Linked DNA regions of Bicyclus anynana: region 2 is linked to region 1. A link is a contact called in public Hi-C data. All regions are on one chromosome and are shown on one strand. Each heading gives the region's core, a stretch centred on a gene start, on an enhancer-like site or on the middle of the called end of the contact. The rest is flanking DNA. Distances are from core to core; before and after follow the strand shown. Region 1 holds the start of LOC112046338 (failed axon connections). Region 2 overlaps LOC112046338 (failed axon connections).

Region 1 (7,760 bases), core at 4,544-7,043:
GATGTAATCGGTTGTTGGTATCAATGTATGCCGAAGTAGCGGATATAATATTTTTCGATAATTATAAATAGTGTTACAAGATGTATACATAAATAATAACAATATATATAGTTGGTGTCACATAAATAGAGCGACAATCGACCTGTGTGTGTTTACTTACATTTACACTGTTGTAAATTAATTTTCTCTCATTAATTTATTCTATAAGTATCAACACTGCACTTTCTAAGTGTTAATCGCTTTATGATTAATAGAAACTCTATGAAATATCTTATCAGTTTGATACAACACAATCAATTTTATTTTTAAGTTTTATTTTACGTTACTTTTTTTACAATTTTTTATTTTATTTAAATTGTTTTTAGTTATGGATAATACTAAAGACTTTAGCGTAATAAAAGTTATCGTACTGTATTCTATCTAGATCGGATCGAATTTTTCTTTTTTTCTAAGCTAGTTTGGTATAGTTGTATAGCTTGGCAACTTCGTTCTGGGGCGTGTAGCGATGAATGAAAACCCGATGACTGATGCATCTCACTTATCATCATCATCTTTTTACTACAGTTTATTAAGAGGGGGGTTTAGATCTTTTTGTTTGTACATATTGATATTTTGTCTTGCCAAGGCATATTCTTATACATACATACAGGATGCTCGGGAGTATTTTCCATAACTCTGGGTTATTTTCTTTACCGAAAATTAATTTAAAATGTTCAAGGAACATGTGTTTTAAAATCAATATTTTCGGAGTAAATAATATTTCTTTTGTAAATAGATCTTAAAATGTGTCCCTTATACGCATCGTTATAATGAAGCAGCAAGTTTTACGTATTTTAAAATGCAAGGATAGATAAAGGTGTGTGTTAGATGGATAGTCGGAATTATTTGAATTAGTTTGTATGAAAACATAAAACGTTATTATTTATTATTTAAAAAAATATTAGTTACGTAGTTCGGCTCCAATAAGTGGACTCGTCAACACATTTAAGTTATGGCAAATACTCCCGAGCAACCTGTAGATATTGACGGGCTGTTGTAAGTACACCACCTGTGTAACATATATTCATTCATTATTATAAAAGTCCACCTTCAAACTACTGAAATACTGAATAAGCAACGTTTTTTTTTTATTCAGATAGACTCAGGACGGAGTTTCTGAGATGTATACACGTACTAAGAAAGTAGTTTTGGTATTTGCAACTTTACAGGATATCTTCTTGATGAGGAATTTTGTATAAAATTATTTTCTTCGAAGTAAAAATGGTTAGTGGTTTCCATGCAGACGAACTCGAAGGCGTATGTTAGTGCTTTACATATAAATGATAATTGATCAAGCCCTGATGGTGGAGCGAGAAGTTTATTAATGTCAGAGAATTTTCATGATTTTCAATTTGTTTTCTTAATTTAGTTTTAAGTTACCTACATTTTATATGTGTCCTCCACTATGAAGTAAAGTGTACTTCATAAGTAAGTTTAAGATGTAAAATTAAGTACTTAGGCTAAAATGTATTTGCACATTACTCCAATAATCACAATTAACTTTCAAAAAATTGCAATAATTTTTATCACAAAATTGTTATATTACATGAGTTTGTAATATACAAATGTATATACATCACTAATGGTTGTTTTCATTTATTGTTAAGTCATGACGTACATCACGTTTAGTATGAATCAAATCAATTGTTTGTGTATATAAAACGGATTTTGGAAAATAATTTTATTTAGACAACGTGTTACTTATTTGATTAGTGCCTTACTTACTTTACCTTACTTCTTGTTGTTCTAACCAAGTTACTAATCAACTCTCCACAAACGCTAACGCTTCGAAAAGTAATTTCATGAATAGTTTATAAAACTAAATAAACACGCTTGATACCGATATCATGAGGGTGCATTTCAAATAGCCTGTCCGCCATCTTGGACGTCCGCCAAATTGGATTTAAGCCACGTGACTATTATTTTGTCGCATTCCTGACAGCAAACACTTTTATTTGATATCCATATCATGGGCGTGGATTTCAAACAGCCAGCCCGCCATCTTGGGGAGGCCGCCATAATGGATTTGTAATGAATCATTTGAATTTCTTAGCTAGTCATGTATTTTCATCAGAACTCAGAGCGTGTGCAAAATTTCATCCTAATCAAAGACCGGGAAGTGGGTCAAATTAAGATTCCAAGATTTTCTTACATACGTAGTTACAAGTGAAGCTAATATAAGCGTGTTAAAAAGTGTATGGGGATGACATTCATTGCAAATAAATTATTGATAGGTCACGTATTCAACCTATCAATCGTTTATGCCATTCCCATACACTTATATTATTAGTTTTCGTTAGCGTTTGTAGAAAGAGAATTTGAATGTGTAGCTTGACTTACAATCCATATGTTGTGATTTCTTCTCCAGACTGAAGCGTTTGGAACCAATATAGCTTTAATTTTAATTTATCAGTAATATTTTACAATAATTTAAAAATAATAACAAATGTTTGGATTTTAGAACAAAGTTGAAATAATATAACATTGAACAAATAAATTTAAACTTTGTTAGTAATTGGACTAAGAAACCTTTGTAATTTACATAATACATTTTGTAACGGTGATATATTATACTGTTATATTTATTAAACATATTCGCTATATTAATGTATGAAGATGACATTTTCAGTAATGACTGCATTTAAAACGCCTTCTCTGTTTTTTCACAGCAGTTTGAGTATAATTCATATTTTGTAACAGGTTGTGTAGAATTCAGTATTGTTTTGTGCAAAATTATAATTAATGAATTACATTTTATATAAAGAATACATGAGTTGTATATTATTTTGTTTTTATTATAAGTCCAGTATTGTTATAAGATACTTAATAAATACAATTATACATCACTTAAATCTTTAATTCTGCTACCTATGTTTAAATAGCTCAACGGTAAGAGTGGTCGAATTCATCACCGATGGGTGGAGGTTCGATCCCAGCCCCGTTGGTCTATTGTCGTACCCATTCCTAATACAGTCTTTCCCGACTAGTTGGAGGGAAATGGGAATATTGGCCATATTAAAAAGATATGACAAATATTCCAATTTAAAAAAAAAAGTTACTTAACTGGCCCTAAACATGCACAAATGAATGAATGCAAGATCTCCTAATCAGTGGACGTTGTTGACATTGGCAATAATCGTCACGTATAACTCATGCGCATTAACCTGACCTGGCTACCAAGCACAACCAAACAAACACAGTACAAACATCATTCGAACCAGGTGTCAAGGTTGTCCGCAAGAGCTGTAAGGAAAAATCGTCACAACCACTCACCGAAGTTTCCCTCTCTTTTTACTTGTGTGGGTGAGTATCGTCAATCGAACAAAGATAAAAGAAAGTTCACATTTTCAACTAACAGCAATACACTTATACAATGTATATATCTATATATATAAAAATTAATTGCTGTTCCTTAGTCTCGCTAAAACTCGAGAACGTATAACGGATTTATCTTATTTTCGTCTTGAAATGTTCGTGGAGTTAAAGGGATGGTTTGAAGGTGAGATAAATTAGATTAATTAGAATAAAATTTTTGCCACTATCGGATGCCTTAGACGTTGGAAGAATTTTCTTCCTATTAAAACAAAAATTTCCTTAGCGCATTCTCTTATTCTTCCACTCTTAGACTATGCCGACTCTTCCTATCCTGACTTGTCTGAAGAACAGCTCAACAAACTTGAGCGTCTTCAGAATATGTGTATTAGATTCATCTTCTGTTTACGCAAGTTTGATCACATATCTGAATATCGTGCTCGTCTGAAATGGCTTCCTATCAGACAACGTCGTAAACTGCATATTCTGTCTCTTTTATACTCCATCCTTTATCATCCTTGCACTCCTTCTTATTTAAAACAGAAATTTTCTTTTCATGGCTCAAATACTGAGCGCCAAAATTTGAGAGCTTGTACAAACAGTCGGTTGCATGTTCCTCCTAGCCACACTAAGTTCTATAATAAGTCATTTACACGTACATCAATTATTCTCTGGAATGGTCTTCCTTATGAAATACGTAATTCAAAGACACTGGGAACTTTTAAAAGTCGTTTATTCAAATATTACCTGTATAGTTGTAATTCGTAGTTTCTTTATAATTATTACTCAGGTATATTTATATATTTATTTTATTATATATTTATTTATTTATTTTATTATATATTATGTATATTTTATATTTATACATGTATTATATATAAATATACTATTTTAATTATTATATATATATATTTTTTTGTTGCACTATCCCGCATTTAATTACATTAATTCCTTTATCCAAAGGTTGTCTGGTAGATATTGCTATAAGCAATAAGACCGCCTTTGCACATACTTGTTTTCTATGTTTTCTTTTGTTTTCTTTGTTATTGTTTTTGTTTTGTGCAATAAAGTATAAATAAATAAAATAAAATAAATAATTGCCAGGAAAACTATAAAATCAACCCTTTTTTATTTCCCATACAAACGTTTAAGGGTCAAGGGATAGGGAGGGGTAAAGTAGGGGTTGTAGGGGTAGAGTAGTGTAGAGTAGGGATAGAAAAAGTGCACATAAGTCAAAGCGAAGCTTGACCGGGTCCGCTATAATATATAAAATTCTTGGTGTTTGTTACCAAACTCCTTCGAAATGGCTGATCGATTTTTATGAAATTTTGTGAGCAAATAAGGTAGCTCTGAGAATCGGCCAGGATAAGGTCAATCCCTTTACGGCCAGGATAAGCATTTTTTTTTAATTTAATCATGTTGTGGCAATTAAAGTTATTACAACCCTAAATTTTGATTCGTCTACCATTGACCTGTATTATTTACCAGCGATAACGTTTGCTGGGTCATCTAGCAATATGATATTACAATAAGAATCTATTTCTATCCTAATATGTATTAAATTAAATCACCATCAATCAATCAATCATCGTAGGGGATACGTTCTTGGGTGACAAAATGAAAAAATCAAATATATAAAAAAATAATTGACTAAGTTTAGTAATTTGTACTTGCTCGACAGTTTTAAAAGCTTCTTTAATTCAGATTGATATTCAGTAGTGGACAGATCATAGATAAAGCTTAGCTTAATACCAATGAAGAACAAAATCATTATTTATGGAAAATACCCTAATACTAAGAAGTTCACCATTGTTTTATTAAAATAAATGATTTATATGTACTTAATATCTTGGTAAATTACTACAACAATAATTTTGTATAGGCATTTTATGTCCTGACTCATGAAAAAACTAAAAACTAATGTAAGTACTAATTAATTCAAGATTTTGTGAAAATCCCAACCTCTTGAATACAAATATGTTCTTTAAACCTAATAGCTACCTTTTAAAGCCTGCTTTCTGTACTTATAAGGGGCATAAGCTGACAAACTCTCAGTTTTTAAAAAATCTATCTATCTGGCTATCGCATTTTTTTCTATAAAATGATAGTACGTAGCTTATTTCTGTTAATATTGGGATTCCGGCTTGTAACAAAAAATAGCAGGTCTAGCCACAGTATCAGGAACCATGTCAATATGAAATTCTTGAATGTTCCCGCTATCAATGTTTGTTCCGGTCAGTTTAGATACTCTCCTATCATAAGCAACATAATGAGTTCCTAAAATTGAAGCGCATACTATATAAATTACTTAATGTTACAATGTAAGTTTCGTTTTATAGTTCCAAGTACTAAACAGTCAAATAAGCGTTTGATGCAAACCAAAACCATTCTCGGAAAGAGCCGCCATTTTGTAGAACGGTGTGGCTTGATTCGCGACATTGAATAGCGTTGCAGGCGTTGCTGAGCAACGGACCAGTTATATTCACTCTGCGTCCGCTCTCAGTTCACTATCTGTGGCGGGCCCTCGCGGTAGTCAGTAAAAGTTGCTAATGCGCTCTGAGTAGCGGCGGTGAATTAAAATTTGTATTAGACGCGTTTTATTTGTGCGTGAACTATTAAAACTTTGAAAGACTTGCGTGGTATATTCGTGCACAATGGCTACCGAGGTAATAAATACTGTACCGGAGGCTGAGAAGGAGCAAAAAGACGACACGGCGGCGGACAACGGGCAGACAAAAGAGGAAACGCCGGCCGCGGGAGAAAAGACCGAAGAAAAGGTGGAAGAGAAAAAGGCCGAGCCGGCTGCACCGAAGCCGAATGTGCACAAAATTAATTTTGAGCAAGATCTGGTATATTTGTACCAATTCTCACGGACGCCTTTGTTGCCGTCCACTTCTCCCTACTGCTTGAAAGTTGAAACATGGCTGCGCCTTGCTGGCATCAAATACGAAGTAAGTGCTTGTTTGTTGTACCACTGCACACTTCATGACAATTTCACGTATATTTATTCATTTCATTATTTATTTCGCTTGCGTGTCTATTGATCGTTCCTAAGTTCCATGTTTGAATGAAGGCAGTTTATATTTTGTTTGAAGTTTTAACTCGCGGCGTTTCGGTATTCGCGTTAAACAAAAGAAATACGAATTATAAACTAACTAACCGTAAGTAGTATAAAAAACATTGCTATTTTAAGCTCATGTTCTTTCATGGAATGTAATGTTTTGCACGTTTTCATTCGGATTTTTTTCAGGAAGTTTTACCCGCCGCTGCCGCTGCGAATTAGCCTATGCGAATGAAACTGAATGAAACATAATACACGTACTTTCGACAAATATTTTTATAACCCTAGGCTTTTTAAAACAATCTGTGGTATGAAATTTTAAAGACTCCTCAAAGAGCTGTAATATTTATATTTTCACAATAATTTAAACCTGTTTTTTTAATAAATCCTTTTTAATCTAACAGTACTGCACGCCCGCGACTTCGTCTAAATGAAATTCAGTTTTTTACAAATCCACGGATTTTTTCGGGATATATAGTAGCTAGTAGCAAGTCCCATTAAAATCGGTTTAGCCGTTCCAAAGATTAGTCCAACAAACAGAAAGACAGACAGAAAATATTATAAAAACTAGTTTGCGAAAGTAGCTATCTTGAAATCTCTATGTACCTATCTTTAGCTCATTCTATAGCATTTACCATTCATTCTTAAATACTTGGACTTTTAAATACTCTTTGTAATTAATAAATGGTACCTATTTAAAAAAAAAAACACAAATCTTATCTGAAATCCAGATTATTTAAAATCATGAACAATTTTTTTATTTTTTATTTTTCAGTTAGTATAAATAAAAAAATAAGCATACAATAATGCTCAGTAGGCTTAATTTCATGCTGAATATAAACAATTGCATTGAATGAGTATTAAAATATCATATGTATGAATAATGAATTATTCAAATAAACTTTTCATTGTTGCATGTTTGTATTGTAATAGCATTTTCAATCAATAGGTAGGTAGTAGGTATTGTAGGTAGTGCTAGGATTAATAGGAATGATGCAAGGTCCACTCGCACCTCAGACCAAAATTACCTAAGGACCGGTACCACATCCAAATTCACGAACAAAATTGTCTGTCATTTTCTGGGGAATAATGAGCTTAGATGTGGTATACATCTTATACTAAACTAGATGTTTTTTTTGCCCATTTTTTACACCATTCAACTACCAAAAAAGGTATTTTTACTGAGCTCTTTAACCAACAAACACAATTACAAATATGAAACATCGATACTATAGTGACAGTTTTTTATAATCACATTAAACCGTTGATCATATACTTTGACAGAATAGTAACGTCTAGCGAGGCAGGTCCTACACAATAATATTGTCAATAAATTAAGATAAAATCC
Region 2 (7,607 bases), core at 3,305-5,804, 51 kb after region 1:
AAATTTAATTTTAATTGTTTTTATAGGGCATGAAAAAAGCGAAGGCTCACGGCATCGGCGTTCACAGCCAGGAAGAGATCATCGACTTCGGCAACAACGATCTTCGTGTGCTTTCCGACCTGCTCTCCGATAAGCCGTTCTTCTTCGGGGACGAGCCAACTCTCGTAAGTGCTTCATACTTCCTAACTCATTTTATATTTAGATGGCTCGCTGATTCCGTTGCAGGCAAGCAGTTTGCATCCGGTAAGCAATTATAGCTGATTTTCTTCAACAGGTTGCAACATGAGTAATTCGCATGCTGCGTTATTCTTCATTGGTTTAGTGATTACTTTGTTCAGTTACGTAGTTCTAATCCTACGTGGCGCTCAATTAGTCAGAGTATTGTAAACTTTAGATATAAAAGCAAAAGCAACTCATCACGAAATATCGTAAAACAGCTTGACATAAAAAGATTAAATTTGGTAGGGATGTAGTGTTATAGTAGACGTCCAAGAATAGATTTTGCAACAAAGCCAGATTAAGGATGTCCAAAAGGCGCTAGTAAGGTTATAACTACAGCTTTACGTGAATCTGTTAGTTAAAAGAATGTTCTAAGCTTTACATATGCAACTTGTGGACGCCCGCGACTTTGTCCGTGTTTTCCTTTGAGAACCATAAATTTTCCGGGATGAAAAGTAGCCTATGTGTTAATCCAGAGTAAAATCTATTTCCATTCCAAATTTCATTCAAATCGTTTTAGTACTTGCGGCGTTTAAGAGTGACAAATATTCATACAAACATCCATAAAAACTTGCGCAATGATAATATTAGTAGGATTAATTTCAAATAATAAAACGAGGGCCTGCGACATGCATTATTTAATGAACACTGAAAGTTTGTCAGCCCTTTCCATAGGAGTGCGGCAGCTAATTTTGGAGTTTGGACCTTGGAGGCTATGGAAAGTAGCATATTATAAGGGTCTAGATCCTCATTTTTAACTGTATATGCTAAAAATAAAACGTATTCTTTTTATATTTTCCAAGAGGTATCACGAAGAATTATGTCTCCAATGGCTAGACCAATTGACTTCGTGACAACCATTAGCATTAACCACAGTTTCAACTCTATAATTGGCTACCGTATTTACCTATGGTACGAGCAAACAAAGACAAAATTCCTTCGTCAAAGCGCCTTCATTAAATGAGATATGTCTGGTTATGACAGGCTCATAATATAAATATATAAAAAATCTATACAGTATCAAAGGTTTAGAGCGTCAACAGCTCAATGGTAAGAGTGATCACTCATCACAGGGGTGGTGGTTCGATCCCCACTCTGTTGAACTATTCCATTCCTAACTTTTCCCTGACTAGCTGGAGGGGAATAGAAATATTGATTATCTTTAAAAAAAAATTGGCTCCTTTGTTCCATCCATTAGCCGACCCCGCTAGAGTTTTAAATCAACTGACACTTTAACAATGAAAGCTCAAAGAATATCTTCCAGGGGAAACCCTATACCGATGAGTTGATGACAATACCTCTTTGACCTGGATAGCCTTTATGTCTTACGGTGTTTAGTAACTGTAACAAAGCGATTCTTTGTAGGGTTATCTATACTAATATTATAAAGCTGAAGAGTTTGTTTGTTTGTTTGTTTGTTTGTTTGTTTGTTTGATTGAACGCGCTAATCTCAGGAACTACTGGTCCGATTTGAAAAATTCCTTCACTGTTAGATAGCCCATTTATCGAGGAAGGCCATATATTAGGCCATATATTATAAGGCCATATATTATCCCCGTATTCGTACGGGAACGGGAACCACGCGGGTGAAACCGCGCGGCGTCAGCTAGTTATCAAATAACCATTAGATGCGGCGTCGCACGGGTAGCAGAATCTTTATCTATTTATTTTTATTTATTCTTCGTTCCCTTGGATTTTCTAATAGTATTTGATTAAGATTGAACACAATCATTATCATAATCAACAACCCATATTCGACTCACGGTTGAGCTCGAGTCTCCTCTCAGCCTATAAAATATAGCCTATATAGCCTTCCTCGATAAATTGGATATCTAACACTGAAAGAATTTTTCAAATCGGATCAGTAGTTTCTGAGATTAGCGCGTTCAATCAAACCAAGCTCTCTTCAGCTTTATAATATTAGTATAGATTAAACATACATATAATATCATGATTACGTTTCAATAAAGAAAGCTGTTGAAAGCTGAGTTTCGTTCGAGAATCGTATAAAAGCAGGGATTATGATACATTAATTCGCCTAATTTCACCCCTTTGTATGCCTGAAATTTCTGCTACCGTCAGTCCGCTTCGTAACTCAAAACTTTACAAATAGAATGGAGCGTCGCTACTCGCCGTCTAAGCCGTAAATAGAGATCGATTGTGCGGCGCCAAAGACTCATTATTTACTGCCCGGCAACTGGTTGTCTGGGCGTGCCGGAGGGTCGTGAACTTACAACCTTTACGTCCTCTCTTACTTGTCATTATATTTTTATGTGCCTCTCCTTCGTTCGTTCGTTATCAACCCATATTCGGCTCACTGCTGAGCTCGAGTCTCCTCTCAGAATGAGAGGGGTTAGGCCAATAGTCCACCACGCTGGCCCAATGCGGATTGGCAAACTGCACACACGCGGAGAATTAAGAATATTCTCTTGTAAGCAGAATTTCTCACGATGTTTTCCTTTACCGTTAGAGACACGTGATATTTAATTTCTTAAAATGCACACAACTGAAAAGTTGGAGGTGCACGCCCCGGACCGGATTCGATCCCACACCCTGAGGAATCGGAGGTAGAGGTCATATCCACTGGGCTGTCACGGCTCCACTTCGTTAAGATCACTTTATTTTAAAGAATATTTGCCATATCAGTAGCATTCAAATATAAATACTAGTGGACGCCCACGTCTTTGTCTGCCCTTAGACTTCTTTAATCCGGCCTGTCGCAAAATGTTATCAACTAACTGTAATCTACTTCCCTTTCAAATTTCATCTTTTGTACGTCGAGCGGTTTTCAATATTTCGTGATGTTCGTTCGTGAGTGACCTTTCGTTTTCATGTATTTATATTATTGGTCATATTTAAAATAGAATTTTAATTCTGTAAAAAAGTGTAATTGTAGAGTTAATAGAGCTCCGGACCGGATTAAAACCCACACCCTCCGGAATCGGAGGCAGATGTCACATCCACTGGGCACACAGCACTTTTTTTTTTTGGCTGGTGGTAGGCTTCGGCCGTGGCTAGTTACCACCCTACCGGCAAAGACGTGCCGCCAAGCGATTTAGCGTTCCGGTACGATGCCGTGTAGAAACCGAAAGGGGTGTGGATTTTCATCCTCCTTCTAACAAGTTAGCCCGCTTCCATCTGAGACTGCATCATCACTTACCGTCATAGATTGTAGTCAATGGCTAACTTGTAAAGAATAATAAAAAAAACATACATTCACATAATTACGTAATACTAACGGACCCGGTCAAGCTTCGCTTTGACTTGCACAGCACTTCTTCCCTAAGTATAAGAATGTTCTGTAGCCGGAACCTATTACATTTGGTAAAATAGATAATAGAAAGAATTGCTAAATGTTTCCGCTTACAGTTGTGAGGAAAGCGTGTAAAACAGATTTTTTTGTACTTCGGCTTGCAGTAATTATATTACCAGTATTTATTCTGGTATTTTTGTTGCCCTAAACGTTTCCCCATAAATTGAAAGATCATACTTCGGGGAGGCACTCAACAACATGCAAGGGTTATCCTCAAATTCATTTATATCAATTAGGCTTACTTTACAAGCACAAAGTCAAGTTATGTTATGATTTGGTGGTAATTTAGTCGAAAACTTAAAATTAAAGTAACGAGGGTTCCAAACGCGCCTCGGTCAGGGAAGGACCCACAACCAGCCAAGGTTTATTTTTTTGTTTACCTCTCTTGGGTTAATTTTCCGCGCTTTAATAAATTCATCCTCCCTCCCCTGGACTCCCCTAAAAATAGTAGCCTGTTTACTTTTGACATATAAATAGTATTATAATAAGCGATTAAAATATTAATTGCCGGTTTCTGATAAGTGTCTGATAGCTAATTTTGTCTCTGTCATCAATATATATAATAATATAAACTTGAAGTGTTTGTCTGTGATTTCAAAATAATTGTTTCTGCAATTGCAGCTATTTTAACGGCACTAAATCACCTTTTTTAAAATGTTTGTCTGACTGTCTGTCTGTTTGTCCGGGCTAATCTCTAAAACGGCTGAACCGATTTTATATGTTACTTTTTATTCCGGAAAAATACACGATTCCCGCGCGAAAAACTGAATTTCACGCGTACGAAGTAGCGGGCGTAGCGGACGGCGTACTTCACATAAAATTACTTATGGTTAGACTCTGACCGCTCAGATTGCGTTTCTGACTGGTCGCGATCGAATATGGGTGATGTACACGTGAGAAAGAGAGAGAGAGAGACAAAATATGAGGCCTTTGTAATTGAATATGTTTGTCCTATTCTCACGACCTGTCAGAAATGCGCGGCGGGACTTTAGCAGGCGGTAAAACCGGATCCAAAAATAGAATTTAAAATGAGTGGTTATGTCCAAAATAATTCATGTGGGGTGGGTAGTTCGATACGATTGACATGACATTAACGCGTCAATAGTTTATCGTGCATTGTGGCGTACCATTTAGTACTGACCCGGTATCGTTTCATTTTTCATGCGTTAAGCGATTCAGTATGGCGTTGTACCTAATGATTCGGACTCGTGTAATTACATGCTTTCAAATGTTAGAGTTTAAATTACCCTTGTCCAAATCTATTTTCAATGAAACGAACCGATGCTAGCGACGTTTTAAACAAGCAATTATTTAATTTATAATGTCTTTTCGTTCGAAACAGTCATTCGTTCTATTTGTCACATCGTGTTGATTATAGTGCTGGTGCATGGCTCACCTAAGCACCAGTAGCGTGACAATGCAAATAATGGCACTAATGAAGATGGAATAGTCGTTCGATTTGTATTGCTACAACTACTACTGCTAAAAATGGCGTCTGAGGAACTAGAAGTTCTTTCGTATTAGAAGTTTAAGTTTTAAACTCATAGCCCGAAGATCCGGAACTATAGGATTTCAAAATGGGGCTCATTGAACAAACAAATTATCGGCATAATTATTATTTTTTTTTCAATTTTAGTTCAGGTTTTAGCCGCGGGACTTGTTTCATGGCGCGGAGTCTAGTTCTTTTGTACACATGTCTTCCTACACCCGTTCCAACCAATGCCAATCATGCCAATCGTTTTGTCTACCACTCTTTCTCTAACATATACTATTTTATTTTGGGCAGGGCCTTAGGTCTTAATCTTTGAGATTTAATTTTCCTTCGGTTGGTGTTCTAATACTAACTTCCATTTTGACGAGCTCAGTTGGTAGTGCTGTGACTCACAATAGAGAGGTACTGGGTTCAATTTCCAGCGGGCGTAGAATAATTATACTTGTGAATCTTCATTCTTCATCTTCGACTAAATTATCACCTAACATCAGGTGTGATCACAGTGAAGGGCTAATTTGTCATAGAATAAAAAAAAAAACATTATATGCGGGATGCTCCTTACATAGATAACTAGCGGACGCGACTTCGTCCGCGTGGAATTTAGTTTTTCACAAATTCCTCGGGAACCATAGATTTTTTCGGGATAAAAAGTAGTCTATGTGTTAATCTAGGCTATAATATATCTTATTACCAAATTTCAGCTAATTCGGTTCAGTAGTTGAGGCGTGAAAGAGTAACAAACATTCATATAATTAAAATCATCAGTTTTTGCAAATCTCGGGAAACCATGGATTTTTTCGGGATAAAAAGTAGCCAGCCTATTGTTAATCCAGAGTAAAATCTATTTCCATTCCAAATTTTAGCCAATCGCTTTAGTAGTAGCGGCGTTATAGACCAACATCCAAACATACACCCAAACATCCATATAAATTTTCGCGTTTATAATATTAGTAGGATAATAAAGTGATCGTTTCTATCAACAGCTGGATGTAGTCGCTTTCGCGAACCTCGCGCAGCTGCACTTCATCGATAAGGATGTGCAGCACGCACTGCGCGATTCTTTGAACGAGTCGTTCCCGAATCTCGTCGGTCTGGTGTCGCGCCTCAAGGAGCGTGCGTTCCCGGACTGGGAGGAGCTCTGCGCCCCTGAGGTGCCTCCGCCGCCGGCGAAGAAGGAGAAGGAGGTCAAGGAGGGCACAGGGCCTGCTGAGAAACAACCGCTCCCGGAGGACGCTGAGAAGGGAAAGGTAATATACATCACACTAACATTTTTCAAGGCTTTGTTTGTTTTTATTTGTTTGCAATACTGCCAATCAGTTACTTAGCCTACCTTATATTAATACCAATAAACGAGAACAAAATATTAATATATAAAATAATAATGTATTTATTGAGCATCTTGGTATAACATTCAAATAATGAATCACTACAACGATTTTCATCGTATTTTCGTTTTTCTGATATTGCATTACTAGCGGTGCCGGTCAAGATTCGCTTTGAGTTATTCTCTGCCCCTGTGCTATTCTACTCCCACCTTACCTCTACCCGACCCTATCCCTACCCAACCCTACCCCTACCCTTTTTTAATATTTAGGCATATGCTGTAGCGACACTTTTTTGTAAAAAAATATGTTTTGCAAAGTTGTAGTAGGTATTTTATTCTAACACCAATAGTTTTTGCAGCGCACGCGATGTAAACATTACGTTACATTATTGGAGTTTTAAGAAGGATCCCTAATTTTTTTTTAATGTAATAATATTTTCTATAGCACTCGGGGATAGTGTAGCTCCCCACAGTGAAAGAATTTTTCAAATCGGTTCTGTAGATTCGGAGCCTATTCAATACGTACAAACATAAAAAAAATCAAATATTTCTTCTTTATAATATTAGTAGATGACTGTTCGAAGATTTATTTTGTTGGAATATTTGTTGTTGTTTCAAAGATTTTAAAGTTGAATTTGGTCCACAAGCGAATTCATATAACATGAAACTTACATACATGACTACGATGTATTTCAGATCAGTTTTCATTTCAAACGGTGTATAGAATATGTTGAAAATTTTTGCTTTTCTCTTTATAGGGCGACGAGAAGGAGAAGGAGCCGGAAGAGAAGGAGAAGGAGAAAGAGAAGGAGAAGGAAACCGAGAAGGAGGAGAAGGAGAAGTAAGCGCGAAAATGAGCGAAATAGTGGTGTGTGGTGATGGAAACCACTTAACTTAGATTATAACATACATTAGTTAAGAGCTGGTGGTAATCAATTTAAAATGAATTCATCTTTATACTAATTACACTTAATATGGAATAAGTGTTATTTGTTTCTTTCTTGTCTTTATTTAGAATTAAAATAATTATAAGGAGAATCACCAAGTGAATGGATATTATATTATTCTGAAATCTTTAAAGTTATTGATATGTATTTATATATTATACATTTTTCAAAATGAATATTTATTGAGGTGATAAGGGATGCAAACAACCTAACTTGGCGATAAGGGAATGAAGTAAATGTTAGAACTATTATAATTATGTAAAAGTAAATTTCATGAAATCTTGTAATTTCAGGCCACCAGCTCTATTAGTT

The links. A called contact is a pair of places that touch in the nucleus more often than the background predicts.
Region 2: a contact with region 1 is called in a Hi-C map of whole larva, with 7 times the contacts expected there. The contact joins the enhancer-like site here to the promoter of LOC112046338 in region 1. A contact is called at or near these places in 2 of 2 Hi-C or Micro-C datasets (whole body and whole larva).

The regions. Positions count from the first base shown.
Region 1 is chrZ:16,476,101-16,483,860 of ilBicAnyn1.1, forward strand. LOC112046338 (failed axon connections) reads left to right here and starts at 5,794. Exons shown (of 6, transcript XM_024082957.2): 1 at 5,794-6,302. The coding sequence starts at 6,006. LOC112046357 (mediator of RNA polymerase II transcription subunit 23) reads left to right here. Exons shown (of 18, transcript XM_024082984.2): 18 at 1-2,885.
Region 2 is chrZ:16,528,742-16,536,348 of ilBicAnyn1.1, forward strand. It overlaps LOC112046338 (failed axon connections), which reads left to right. Exons shown (of 6, transcript XM_024082957.2): 4 at 27-164; 5 at 6,008-6,271; 6 at 7,107-7,607. The coding sequence ends at 7,193. Among protein-coding and RNA genes, the nearest start is that of LOC112046342, 13 kb to the right of the region's middle. Within about 2 kb of position 4,555, at least 1 of the 8 cell types and tissues checked has open chromatin away from gene starts, as enhancers often do.